2 separate regions of the Gossypium hirsutum genome follow, and region 2 is linked to region 1. The links are chromatin contacts, called in public Hi-C maps. All regions are on one chromosome and are shown on one strand. Each heading gives the region's core, a stretch centred on a gene start, on an enhancer-like site or on the middle of the called end of the contact. The rest is flanking DNA. Distances are from core to core; before and after follow the strand shown.

Region 1 (6,937 bases), core at 1,866-4,365:
AGGGCATCGAATATCAATCTGTACTCTTATTCTCATGTAATTGCGATTTTAATTCCCCAAATTTGATCCATCATATTCTAAAAAAACCCTATAAAATTTACCAGTTGTGTTGCTAAATTTTCAGAAAACAACCCAATTTGGGACATCGTGAATTTGTACCCAGAAAGGAGTAAGAATTAATGGTACTCTTAATAGATCATCCCCCTTTTTAATTTGTAAAGCACCAATAAATGATAATTAAAAGTCCATGGTGAACCTTTCAAAACCCTTTCCATGTCCATATTATGAAAGAACTGAAAAAGATACCTTTTTTCTCCCAGATCTCGAATTTGAACCCCACGAACAGGATGCCACAGGTTTGTCATAGTACTTTTCATGGCTGGAAAGTGGATTATACTGGCTGTTAGGAAGCAACCTACTAGTTGAAACTCCCCCAATTCTCTTTCTGTGCACGGATCTACCTAGATCTACAAAATTTCTTCTTCTTCTTCATTATGTGTCAATGGGCTAATTCGGCTTCCATGATTGCAGGTTTGATGGCCAGAAAACGATACCAATTTTCTCCAAATCGTAGGAGTAAAAGAGCTTAAGGCGCCGAATGCAAACTGATAAACAAAAAGGAACAAAAACTAGACAAAAACAAGAAGACCTAATAACTCATGCCAGAGGCGGCAAACAATATCATACTAGGGTAGCAGACCTTTAGAATTTTTTTTCAGTTTTTTATTCTTTATTTTTCAATATGCTATTTAAATTTTTAGTTATATTATTTATAATTATATTTTATTTACCATTCATTTAGGTAAATAATTAAAAAAATGTTATTTAAGTTTTTAATTATATATTTATAATTATATTTTATTTATCATTCATTTAGGTGAATAATTGAAAAAAAGTTACTTAAGTTTTTAATTATATTATTTATAATTATGTTTTATTTATTATTGATTTAGTTGAATATTTACAGAAAAAATGAGCTTAAAGATTACTTTTGGCAAGTTTTTGTAGATTAATCTTTGAACACAATATTGCTTTAATATTTTGGTCATAACTTGAGGTATAGAACTCTGTTTGTGGCCTATAATATATCAAGTAGAAGGGAATTGAAAGATCTAACTAAATTTATTTTATGACTCAAGCCGGGTGTTCAAAAATGGCTTAGAAGTTTGACGTGAAAATACGCCAAAATTCTACTTTGTTTAATTAAGTGTACTTTTGTATTTTCTCCATTATGTTATTTTTGCTCTATAAATAAACATATTAAGTTAATAGCTAGAGATTAGAGATATAGCCACCATATAGCTATTATTTTGTTTCTTTTGTGTGTTTTCTTTATTTTAACTTTGAAATTTGATTTAGATAATTTGTGAGATCTAATTACCTTTCATCTTTTCACCCTTCTTTAGTATTTACATATCTTATGATTTAATTACAAATATTTAGGTTTGTTGAATATTAGATTCATGTTCAATTGCTTAGAATATTTTTCTTGTCAATTGGAATTGTTAAATCTGTAATATTTTAATTTATTCCAATAATTGTAACGAACAACATAGTTAAATAATGCAGATATGCATTCTATGTTGTATGAGCATGTGATCTAACTTAAATAAATCTCCCTTGCATGTGTTTGTTGGTTAGAATTCGGTCTCTCTCAATTGTAATGTTATCAGTAACATAAAGTTAATGTAAGGACAGATTGGTTGTCAAGCACTACATCAGTAACTATAACTAATTACTAGTGCTTGAAGCAATTGGAACCGCTCTAAATACTACTTTTGGGACTACTTGATTTTGCCTTCAAATATCAATTTGGACTCAACAATTTGTAACAGCCTATACATTGGTTAAGTGCGTCCAATCTTAAAATTGCAAGCTTAATATTGTTTTGTAACGTTTATGAAACTTTACATTGATTCCAATTTAAGTTTTGGCCTTTGATATGGTTTAAACATATTTATGAGATGAATGTGAGTTTAAATGTACTTCGATAAAGTTTTTAAGTGATTTGGAACTTGGTAGCATGTTTTTATGTTGTTTGAAGATAATTTGAAGTGTTTTTGAACTAATTTTTAGGTCCTTTGCATCAAGTCACGAGACTTAGGAGCTAAGTATTGAGGCTTTCCCTCCAAGTCATGAGATTTTCTGTTCAAGTCTCAAAACTGACTTTATTGCACATGTATAACTTGTATTTTCGATTGTTTTAAACTTTTAGAGCCATTTTATGTTTTGAGCTTGTCCAAACACCTCAAAAATTATTCAAATTAATTTTAAAATGTATCTCATGTCTTCTAATTGTTGAAAATTGATTTACCTAATTATAACTAGTATTGAAATAATAGCTTGCTAAAAAGAAATTTTGTAATAGTGAAAAAGTGTCTTTGTGACATCTCTTATCCACATGCAAATCGGACCGAGTAATAGGTATTACTTGATTAGTCAATTTATTGATAACAATATCAATCAAACTTTTTTTTTTCGAAGAAGAACTAACCCACCTCTAAACCGTTGTGTAGGTACCCAAAACTTCTATCTACACACATTTTTTCTGTCCAAGTTTCTTCAAGTGCCCAATGCAGCTTTCTTTTCCAGCAAACAAAGCATATTTGGGTTAATATTGGCAACATTTCCTTATAGACTTGAAGGAATTTATTATTTCCCACTCCTCTATAAATCCAAGAATGGCTTTGGTTGATAAATAAGATCATTAACTTGAGTTGCCTGTCCAACAGGCTCATCTGAATGCGGAATCCCATTCCAAGGTTTTGTTCAAACACCATCGTTTCTTTCCTCCATGTATCAATCGGGGATCATTGGAATGTTCAAATGAATTCCCCATCGTTGGCTGTTTCATGCAAGGAGAACTACTAGTCTCCGTATCCATATCCATATTCGTGAGCATCTAATGAGATATAAAGAGTCTCCACAGGATGAGAGTAGTTTGGGTCTTCAATTGAGTTGTAATAGATTTTATCAACATTACTATCTGATTTAAAAAAAAAAAAAGATTTTACCCCCCTCCGACCAAAAAAAAAAGTCAATAGACATTATGATCCAAAGATGGAAGGATCTCTACCCTACATTGTAAAAATATCTTCATGCTTTCCAAAACATCACATCATCTCGTTTTAAGTTATCCGGAGAGTCTTTGAATCAAACTTCCAACTTGATTTGAAATTTTGTGTTTTATTATCTCAATTTTCATGATATTGACACCGGTTTAAAAATATCTCAATTTCCATCATATCGGTATTGGTTTGTGCCCACTAGTTTATGAACTGCACAAATTGATTGGTTCTACATTTCCAATTTGCTATTTACCACCGCTGATTATTCGACGGTCACGAACATAGTGCCAATTTTCTAACATTTTAAATACATGTTCTACTCCAAACCAATGTCAATATCATCTCCATCCTTTAAATTCCATTCCTTTTCGTGCCAAACTCCAAAACCCATTGTTAAGAAATCTTACTCCATGGATTTTCAGTTTATCCAAACGCTTTCATTCATTGCTTTCACACTAATATTGGTGTTTAAGTACAAAGCTCGAACAAGAAGGCTTCCTCCTGGTCCATGGAAGCTCCCTATTATAGGCAACCTACACCAACTCGGTGACTCATCCCATAAATCCATTCAAAGACTCTCCCAACAATATGGGCCGATGATGTTTCTGCAACTCGGTGCCATTCTCTTCCGCAGATGCTGCAATGGCGATCTTCAAAGGCCCCGGCGGCGGCCATGATCTCGCCTTCTCTGGTAGACCTACTAATTTATACGTTGCGAAGAAGCTAAGTTATGAATATAACAGTATAACTTTCGCTCCTTATGGTGAATTATGGAGGGAAATGAGGAAGATAGCAATAACGGAACTTCTTAGTTCAAAGAGGGTCCAATCGTTTCGAACTATAAGAGAAGAAGAAGTTGCAGCAATGGTGAATCATATTGATATAGCTTCCTCGTCATCAGCCCCAGTAAATCTTAAAAAACTATCACTTTTGTTGTCGAACGACGTTGTATGTCGCGTTACATTTGGTAAAAAATACGGCGGCGGAGGTGACGATGGTACGAACAGATTCGACAGGGTGTTGCATGATATTCAGCATCTGGTGGGAGAATTTGTTGTGTCAGATTACTTTCCATGGATGTGGTGGGTGAATAAGTTGAATGGTATGGAAACAAGAGTTGAAAAGAACTTCAAAGAACTTGACAAGTTGTACGATGAAGTAATTGCCGACCATGTTGCTCCGACAAGAACTAAAGCTAACCATGAAGACATTGTTGATGTTCTTCTTCGGTTGCAAAAGGATGCACGTCAACTTATCACTCTTGACAATCAGCAAATCAAGGGTGTCCTCTCGGTATGCTATATAACATGCTTGTTGCCAAAATTCATTATATATGGCATTTATTTATTTATATACACAAAGATGATTTAAACTCAAGTTAATTTTAGAGTAGATAAATACCTGGTTAATAAATCATAACTTAGGATTCACACAAATACACATATGATCTATAGTATCGAAAGGCAAAGTCAAGAAATTGTTTCAGGGCTCACAAAAAAAATTAAGACACCAAAATGTGATTTTACTATTATATTAACTTGTGATGTTTAAAATTTTAAAAGGGTTATATAAGCATTTTTAGTTGAATTTGAATTTTGTCAAAAGAAAAAAAATTGAAAATAAAGAAAAAAAAATCTGATTTGTCATTTTCCTATTGGAAAGAGATAAGAATGACGTGAAATCACAGTTTCATACAATCCCTTTCTCCTAACTAAGACACCAAATTGGTTGGGATATTATTAAAATATTCTCTAATATGGAAAGTAGTAATATTAATACGAGAGTGTTTTTATCGGGGCACCAACTATATTATTAAATTATTCTTTTTTTAATTTTGTTTAAACAATATTAGATTGTGCGGTTGGATCGAAAGTTGATTGAGTACCAGCTTGATTAAATATTAGATCGATTGACCCGCATACTGGTTAAAACATTTTCTCTAACTTTTAACTTTTTTATGAATTTTTAATGATTTATTTGACCACCACCTTTTATATACAAAGTAACAAATACTAAATATATAATATAATTGTATATTAGAAAGTAAAATAAGTTTTATATATTTAATATATTTTATTAAAATCACATGTGTTTTGAAAAAGTAGACATGAGCTAATCATCTATAAATATAAATAAAATTTAAACTCAATATTTTTGAAGCTGAGATTAGATATATAATATTAACATCATTTTCATATATTTCAAAGACCCTATCGTGGTTTCATACATGTATCTAAAATGTATACTTACGAAGAGGTCTGAAATATATGACAATGTTATATATAGATATATATTATTGGAATTTTAAGATATATTTTATATCCGTATTATATATTAAGCTTAGTATCATAAGTTAATTTAATGTCAATTTAATTGGGTAATAATAAAAATATTTTTATTTTAAAAATAAAATAATATTATTTTGATTATGTTTTTTATCATTTCATATCTTTTATATAGAATAAATATATACATAATAGGATTTGAGCTCAAGCCTCTATGTTAAATTTAATATTTGTACTTTATGATTCAACCAAAATCCCAAAGCCACATTTGTTATTTATGTTAGTTTTTTCCATATATATATTTGTTACATAATTTTATTTTTCACCCAAATCGTACATGTGTCGTAATATAGGTATTATACTTGTGAAGAACTTTGGCAATAGTATATGTTTATCATTGAGTTGAAATGATTTCAGGACATGTTCATAGCGGGGACTGATACGACAGCTTCAGCTCTAGTTTGGACCTTCACTGAACTGATAAGAAATCCGCCATCAATGGAGAAGGTGAAATATGAGGTACGAAAAGTTGGCAATGGAAGAGACAAAATTGAAGAAAGTGACATTCCCAAACTAAATTACTTACACTCAGTCATAAAAGAGACACTTAGGCTCCACCCACCAGCTCCTCTATTGGTCCCCCGAGAAACAATTAAGGACTGTGTTGTCGAAGATTACGAGATCCCGGCCAAAACAAGGGTTATCATCAATGCGAAATCAATTGGAACTGATCCGAAATATTGGGAAAACCCTCATGACTTTCGACCTGATAGATTCATGAAAAGTTCAGTTGATTTCAAGGGGCAACATTTGGAGTTTTTTCCTTTTGGAGTAGGACGAAGAGGTTGTCCAGGGACAAGTTTCGCAATTATGCTTCTTCAGCTCGTGGTGGCAAATTGCTTATATCGGTTTGATTGGAAATTGCCTGAGGGAATGAGTGTTGAGGATGTGGATATGGAAGAAGAATTAGGGATCACAGTATTCAAGAAAACTCCTCTTTGTTTGGTACCTATTAGGGTAAACTCCTCTTTGTTTGGTACCTATTAGGGTTGTGTAATTCCTTACTTTGCATTAATAAATTTGTCATTTGAGTTTTAACTCAGTTGACATCGATATTGTTGTCAATGGAAAAAGACTTAAACTCCTCTTTGTTTGGTACCTATTAGGGTTGTGTAATTCCTTACTTTGTATTAATAAATTTGTTATTTGAGTTTTAACACAGTTGACATCGATATTGTTGTCAATGTAAAAAGACATAAATTTAAGTACACTCAAATACATTTATCCTTTCATTTAAAGGTTGAGGTAAAATAATGAACAGTTCAAAGTACTGTATTAGAAAAACAAAAAGATATCAATTTGCATTTAACATCTACTTTCTCATATAGAAAAATTTTAAAGGTATCTACATAGTAATTTGCAAGACAATCCATATCTAAGGAAAAAAGGCAAAGTGTTATTCTAGTATTGATTCAGATAAAACAAGCAAAAGTAGAACTTTTCTAAATGATGGTTTAATAGCAATGGATAAATATATATTCCTTACAAATATACTAAAAACTGTAAATTTAACCTTAAAAAAAG
Region 2 (6,657 bases), core at 3,399-5,898, 99 kb before region 1:
TGAAAGTGTCTCATATGCAGTATAGGCTGACATCCAACATCTGCAATAGATTTTCCTTGCGGGGTTTGCGACTTGAATCGTTCGGTTTCGTATGCTTTAAGATTGTTTCTTTCATCAGGTAAATGGTGGCAAACGTTTAAGAGCGAGCCAAGAGAGTTCATCTGTCAGGTAAAGAGTTTAACCAAATATGAGAAGCTTTAACTTAAAGTAAACATTAACCTATTTCCTCGTAATAACAAACCAAATCCGAAAATGCTAACCTTCATGTAGGGACAAGATGCACAGCCACCATGAATAGAACATCCTTCACCGCTTGCAACTCCGGGTACAACAGGGAGTATAATATCATCACCAGCTTTAACTGATTTAAGTGCAGGTGATGCTCTTGTAGATGTTTTTGTCATAGAGTCTGATGAGACCGGAAAGACAATTTCAACGTTGATTTTTGTGCTAGAAGTAGAGTTTGAAGAATCTAACAAACTGCGAACTGCAGCAACAATTGAAGTCACCATTCCCGATTCTGTACCCAAGACAAATTGGAGGTGGTCATCGACATTTCTGTCTAGTGCTTCCTGAACCCTTTGTTTTATGAAATCCAAAATGTTCTGAGTCGAGCCTACAACACCCATTCCTCTTCTCTTGGCTTCCATTGCCAATGAGAACATTTCTCCGGGAACCTCAAAATGTGCTGTGAGAAATGCATCACAGTACATTTCATTTATCCTCTCTACAACTTCATGCCCAAAAAGATGATGCACAATACATGTTCCATTCTGGTAGAAATAAGTTAGGTTCGTTATTAAAAGCAAAGCAGTTGAATATATACATAAAACATATGGAAGATATACAAGGACCACAGCGGAAGTGTTATGTATATGTAAAAAGGGTTAAATCAACATTTGGGGCCTGAACTTGGCAGCTTTTTCCACGTTGGGACCTAAACTTTTTTTTTCAAGTTAAGGCTTGAACTTGGCAATTGTTCCAACATCGGGGCCTGAAGTAGGCAACAGTTCCCACATTGAGACTTGAACTTTTGTTGTCCGAGTCAGTCCTTAAATTTAGTAATTGTTCTCATATTAGAGCCTAAACTTGACAATTGTTCCCACATTGGAGCCTAAACATTAGGGTTTTCAAGGACTATCTTGGGAAAAAAAAGTTTAGGCCCAATGTGGGAACAATTGCAAAATTCAGGGCCTAACTTGGATAAAAAAAAGTTCAAGTCTCAATGTGATAACAAATACCAAGTTCAAAGCCTAACTTGGACAAAAAAAAAAGTTCTGGCCCCAAAGTGAGAAAAGTTGCCAAATTCAGGCCCAGAATGAGATTTAATCCTATTTAGAAATGACAGAAAAACAGGTTAAACCAAAGTAACAAACTAAGATATATTTTTCTTGACCTACTCCGACTTGTGGTAGAGTATCAAATACAAGTATGCTCCCACCACGGATATGTTCAATTTTTTCTAAGTTTTCCATGCAGTTGGAGGATCCTTGGAGTCATATTCTTATAATCATGTCTGAATATGTGTCTCGAGCAAAATGCACAAGGCTGAAGGATGGACACTCTCCCTTCAAGCGCATTCCACAGAAATGTTTCTCACAATCATAGTTCTTCCGTTTTGCATATATTATAATGAATCATATATCCATTGCTGTATATTTGGGGGAAGGAGTACTGTATGAAAGGCAGAGAGATAGAGCTACCATGAAGTTCATGCTTGATAGCATTGGAAAAATAAATATGGTTTTGTTCCATGAAGTTCATAAGATGATAAATTCATAATTCATTTTTTTAGTAATTCCTCGATTTACTATTCACATAAGATATTTCAATCAAATGAATGCCATTCCTTAAAATCGAAATGACCAAAAGAAGTTGGTCTTTTCAATGTGATAAATACAATTAGTGACAATCCAAATGCAAAAACCAAGTTTCTATTTATGCATAAGACATTATCATTGAAGTTACCTCATAATAGTGCAGGCGAGGTAGCAATGATTTAATAGAGTCTCTGTTATGTTTTGGGTGTATTTCAGCAATTTCCTCATCGGACATCAAAGTCATCTGCTGGAACAATTCTTTAATATTCGCACCCATGTAGGAATCGGGTCCATACCATATATTCAAGTCTGGAACTTGAGCAAAAGCCTGATGAAACCAAGAGAAGTGAATTAAGAACAGAAGCCTTAAAACAAAAACGAAAGCATTGAACAACAAAGGAGAGGAAAAACAAACAACGTTTGAAACACAACCCACCTGGAGAATGGTTGGGACAACATTTGAAGAAGTACAAGTGATTGTAGGTACAAGCTCATGAGAATAAGCTTTTGTTTCTAGCGACGTATTAATGTAAACAACATGCAAGGAAGGAAGCGAGTTAGAAGCTGACTCAAGATAGTCCATATAATCAGGAGTAGCGGCAGCATCAGCCAAAGAACAACCAATGCGTTCATTTGACATCCTGTAAACACCAACCTGAAATTCCATTTTATAAAAACAAAACATATCCATTAACAGCATTGGTACTTTGGAGCAGAGAACAAAAAAACATTCAGCTCAATGCTCGATAAAACACACCATTTGCCATAGAAAAACAACAGTACACAATTCAGTGCATACCACAGCCTTAAATTACATATAATTTATGTCCAAAAGAATAGAATAACCCCAACTGCGGATTCTAAAAAGCTATAGAATAACTCTCATCCATAAGCTTATACAATATACATACATTATAAATAAAACGTCATATACTATGTGATACGGACCTTTGGAGAACCACACCCCAAAAGTTAGCTATTGAGGTAGGAGAGCCTAGGTCCTTATAAACCCCACCAGAAAATCTCATACATTCCTATGTGGGATCCAAGTCCCATACCTTGCAATTGGCACATAACAATCCACCACGCTCTGCAACCTCGGCACCCAAGCAAGCTGGCTTTTTGCTAGCTTAATCTAGCCTCGGGACGATTGCAACTAAGAGACATGATGGTTGACTCTGATACCAATTGATATGGACCTTTGGAGAACCACACCCCAAAGACTAGCTATTGAATTGGAGAGCCTAGTCCTTACCCACTAGAATACTTTCCTACAAGGAATCCAAGTCTCATACCATACAATTGCACATAACACTACGCAGTATACATCCTAGTGCTTTGTTCTATTTACTTGACTTGGGTGTGAGTATCACATACAAGTATATTCAATTTTTCTAAGTTCCTGGGGGACCCTTATACCTATGTCCGAATATGAGCCAGGCACGGATACTCCATACAAAATGAAAAGCAAAGAAAGAAAATATACCTCTCCAAAGCCAGCTTTATCAAGAATTGCCCGTACATTTTCTGACATAAAATCAACACCCAAAACAGTGATGAATTTACATCCAGATTTTACCATCTTAACAGCTGAATCAGCCATCACCAATGAGTCAGATATATGAATGTGAGGCCATTCTTTCTGAGCTTCAGTTAAGATGCCTTGCACTTCAGGGTCCATATAAAAATGAGCAACCACACCAATTTGCTTTTCTTTAAGAACATGGACAAGTTCTTTCACCTTTAACTTGTCAGGGGATAAATACCTTGCCTGCAATTCAACTAGATTTGAAACTTAGGATCTTAAACAACCATGTAAACAAAATCATAAAAAAGGGTACAAAATCAGTAAGAAACTAACCTGAGCCTCGGCATAGGTTCCCTTTGGCTGAATACCTTCAGTAGTGATCACTAATGATGGAAATGGCTCAAATGGTGTCTTTCCTTCCTTTTGAGCAACCAAAGCCCTGGTTCGTTTCTGCATACTAACTAAAACATTATGCCAAGTGTTAACACGAGACCTTTCACCACCGGGGAGTCCGACGTTAAGCGCCGCTAAATCCTCTGTTTTCAACTGCAACACTTCTTCCGGCCCCGCCCCATCAAGAACCGAAACCAAGCAAGCACAGAACCCTTTGGTAATCTCGGAATCACTGTCGGCCCAGAATCTGATGTTCCCTTCGGAGTCCATCTGGGCGTCGAGCCAAACTCGGGCTGTACAGCCCATAACCCGGTTCGAATCAGTCCGGGATGAAGCAGGGAGAGGAGGGAGAAGAGAAGCGTAGTGAAGGAGACGCTTGACTCGATCGAGAGGTTCTAGAAGGGACTGAAATTCGGCAACGAGGGTCGAAAGCTTCCGCGGTGGGAGATAGGAGGTCTGGGTTGGTGACAGTGTAACAGCAGAGCATGATAACGAACTGGGGTTTGAAGGAAGAGAACCAGGAGGAGGAGATTGAATGCATTTAAGGGACTTGAAGAAAGAGCTTTGATGGTTTCTGGGTATTCCATGAAAGTTGAAAAGGAGTGGTTTGGGGCTTGAATTTTGGGCTCGAGAGATTGCAAACAACGATGAACAGCTCGAAGAAGAAGGTTTAATGGCCATGGAAGAAGAGAAATCCATGGATGAGAGAGAGAGAGATAGAGAGAGAGAGCAAAGAGAAGACCTTGAAATGCGTAAAGGTGAAAGAGAAAAAGCGTGTTAATGGCGACGGATGGGTAATGCAAGGCAGTGAAGGAAGAGCCGTGTGTTAAAAGGTGAAGAGGAAACAGACACCGCCACCAATTAACCTATAAAAGCAAGTAAGCGCCAAATGGTTCAATCGTGGGATGTAATTGACTAGGTTTTTTATATATATATATATAAAAATAACCTTAAAATATTAATTTATTATGAAAATGATTTGTAGTACTATCATTATTATGTCAAGCAGCATTAGCCTATTTTTTAATTGCAGTACCGGTACTGAATTGAAATAAAAATAGTGGGACAATATAGGCACCAAATTAAATGATTTTTAACTTTTGGGCAATTTTTATGTTATGTCTATGTTATTTTAAAATTAAATTTAAATAACTTTTAAAAAATACAATAATAACAAAAATAAATTTTTCTTATTTTTATTTTTTAAAAAACAATAAAACTAGAAACTATATAAAATTTTTATTTAAATTACCTAGATATATTCTTCAAAAAATTTCCTTAAGTTTATCTAAATTTAAACATAAAGCGTAATTGTTTCATTAGGTCCCTCAATGTTTTATATAATCACATTTCAATTTAGTGCCGCATTTTAAGGGTAATGATTAAAACATAATTCAAGGGAAAGTAAGCTGGTGCCGCCTGATATAATGGTGGCACAAGCAAGTACTGTAATAGCCTGAATTTTCAGTGGTGTCGGAATAGTGATTCGAGATCACTAAATCCGAAAAATGAGTAGAAAATATTAATAATTTAGTGAATATAAGTTAAGTGTGAAGTTAGGAAAATTTTTGAAATAACGAATAGTGTACTAGAAATAAAAAATTAAATTAGAATCGGAAACGAGATATCGAGAGCTTGAAAATTTTTAAAACGACCCATAAATATTTTTATAAATATTTATGGAGTGTTAATAAGTTAGTATTAAAGTTTTGTCAAGAAATTTTAAAGTTTCGATAGTTAATTGAATAAAAAGGATTAAATTGTAACAAATGTAAAATTATGGGAAATGATTAAATAGCTTAAATGATAAAAGAAAGAGGGTTTAAAAGCCAAATAGACCCCAGGTCTATTTGGGCTGGACGGCAAGGTGCATGAAATCAGCAGGAAAATTGATGAATTAAGGGCAAAATTGGAATATTGTAAAAATTTACTTAATAAACTAGGACTAAAGTGGAATTATCTAGAATTCTCATTATTTTTCTGCATTCTCATCAGCAAAAACACCATAGAAGGGTTTTCCTAAGCTGGTTTTTCATATTTTTACTGCAAGTAAGTTCAATTCCAGATTATTTCTTGAAATTTTTGTGTTTTTATGACTTTTACAACTAGGTCCACTTGTTTAATTCATTAGTTTTTAATTCTATGAAAGAAATTGAAAGCTGATATGAATATGTGCTGGAATTATATGATGATTTAGCATGGAATTAGAGTTTTAAATTGTTTATATGCTGATTTTATTGAAAGAATTGAATAGAAAGTGAATGTTTGGGATCTAAAGGTGAAAAAGTTTGAAGTTAGGGTTTTATGTGGAAATTTTGAATTTAAATAATTGTGAAATAACTTATAAGTTAAGGTAAAGCATTAATTGGGAAGAATTAGCTTCATTGAGGGATTAATTGAGCAAGGACTGAATTGTATGAACTGTGAAATTTGGGGCAAAAATCGAAATCAACATTTGCACTAAAACAGTTTTGGACAGTAGCAGTAGTCTAACTTTGAAAAATCACCATAAATTTTATAAATCGAATTAGAAGATGAAAAAAATATGAAATTAAATCTTATTGAGTCTAGTTTCTCATAGAAGAAACGGTGTAAGCAACGGAATTGTACATCATGAGATATAATAGATTTTGTGAGACAATGTCGGAATGATTTCGGGATCCCCTGTTCTGACTTTGAAAAATCATCAAAAATTGCAGAAAAATAATTAGGGGCTTAAATTTGTATTTTTAAAATCTTTAATGAGTCTATTTTCAATAGAAACAAACATGGACATCATCCAAATTCTGTACGAAGAGTTAATTAATTTTTAGTGAAGAAGGGTCGGAATTGTCAGACAGCAGAACAGGGGTGAGTTTAAAGAATAAACTGTACTTATTGGCTAAACCAAAAATTCTAAAAATTTTATGATAAGAA

Evidence for each region. A called contact is a pair of places that touch in the nucleus more often than the background predicts.
Region 2: a Hi-C map of leaf shows a contact between it and region 1, with 2.9 times the contacts expected there. The contact joins the promoter of LOC107926686 here to the enhancer-like site in region 1. A contact is called at or near these places in 5 of 34 Hi-C or Micro-C datasets (callus and leaf).

The regions. Positions count from the first base shown.
Region 1 is chrA07:7,367,114-7,374,050 of Gossypium_hirsutum_v2.1, reverse strand. LOC107926706 (28 kDa ribonucleoprotein, chloroplastic) reads right to left here. Exons shown (of 4, transcript XM_016857606.2): 4 at 6,790-6,937. LOC107926697 (a long non-coding RNA gene) reads left to right here. Exons shown (of 4, transcript XR_001692241.2): 4 at 532-812. It also overlaps the pseudogene LOC121232071. Among protein-coding and RNA genes, the nearest start is that of LOC107926706, 6.1 kb to the right of the region's middle. Within about 2 kb of position 3,115, at least 2 of the 9 cell types and tissues checked have an H3K27ac peak or open chromatin away from gene starts, as enhancers often do. A contact at or near this core is called in leaf, where this site is marked.
Region 2 is chrA07:7,468,213-7,474,869 of Gossypium_hirsutum_v2.1, reverse strand. It overlaps LOC107926686 (quinolinate synthase, chloroplastic), which reads right to left and starts at 4,648. Exons shown (of 7, transcript XM_016857576.2): 1 at 3,682-4,648; 2 at 3,307-3,591; 3 at 2,257-2,475; 4 at 1,969-2,148; 5 at 261-773; 6 at 1-161. The coding sequence starts at 4,440.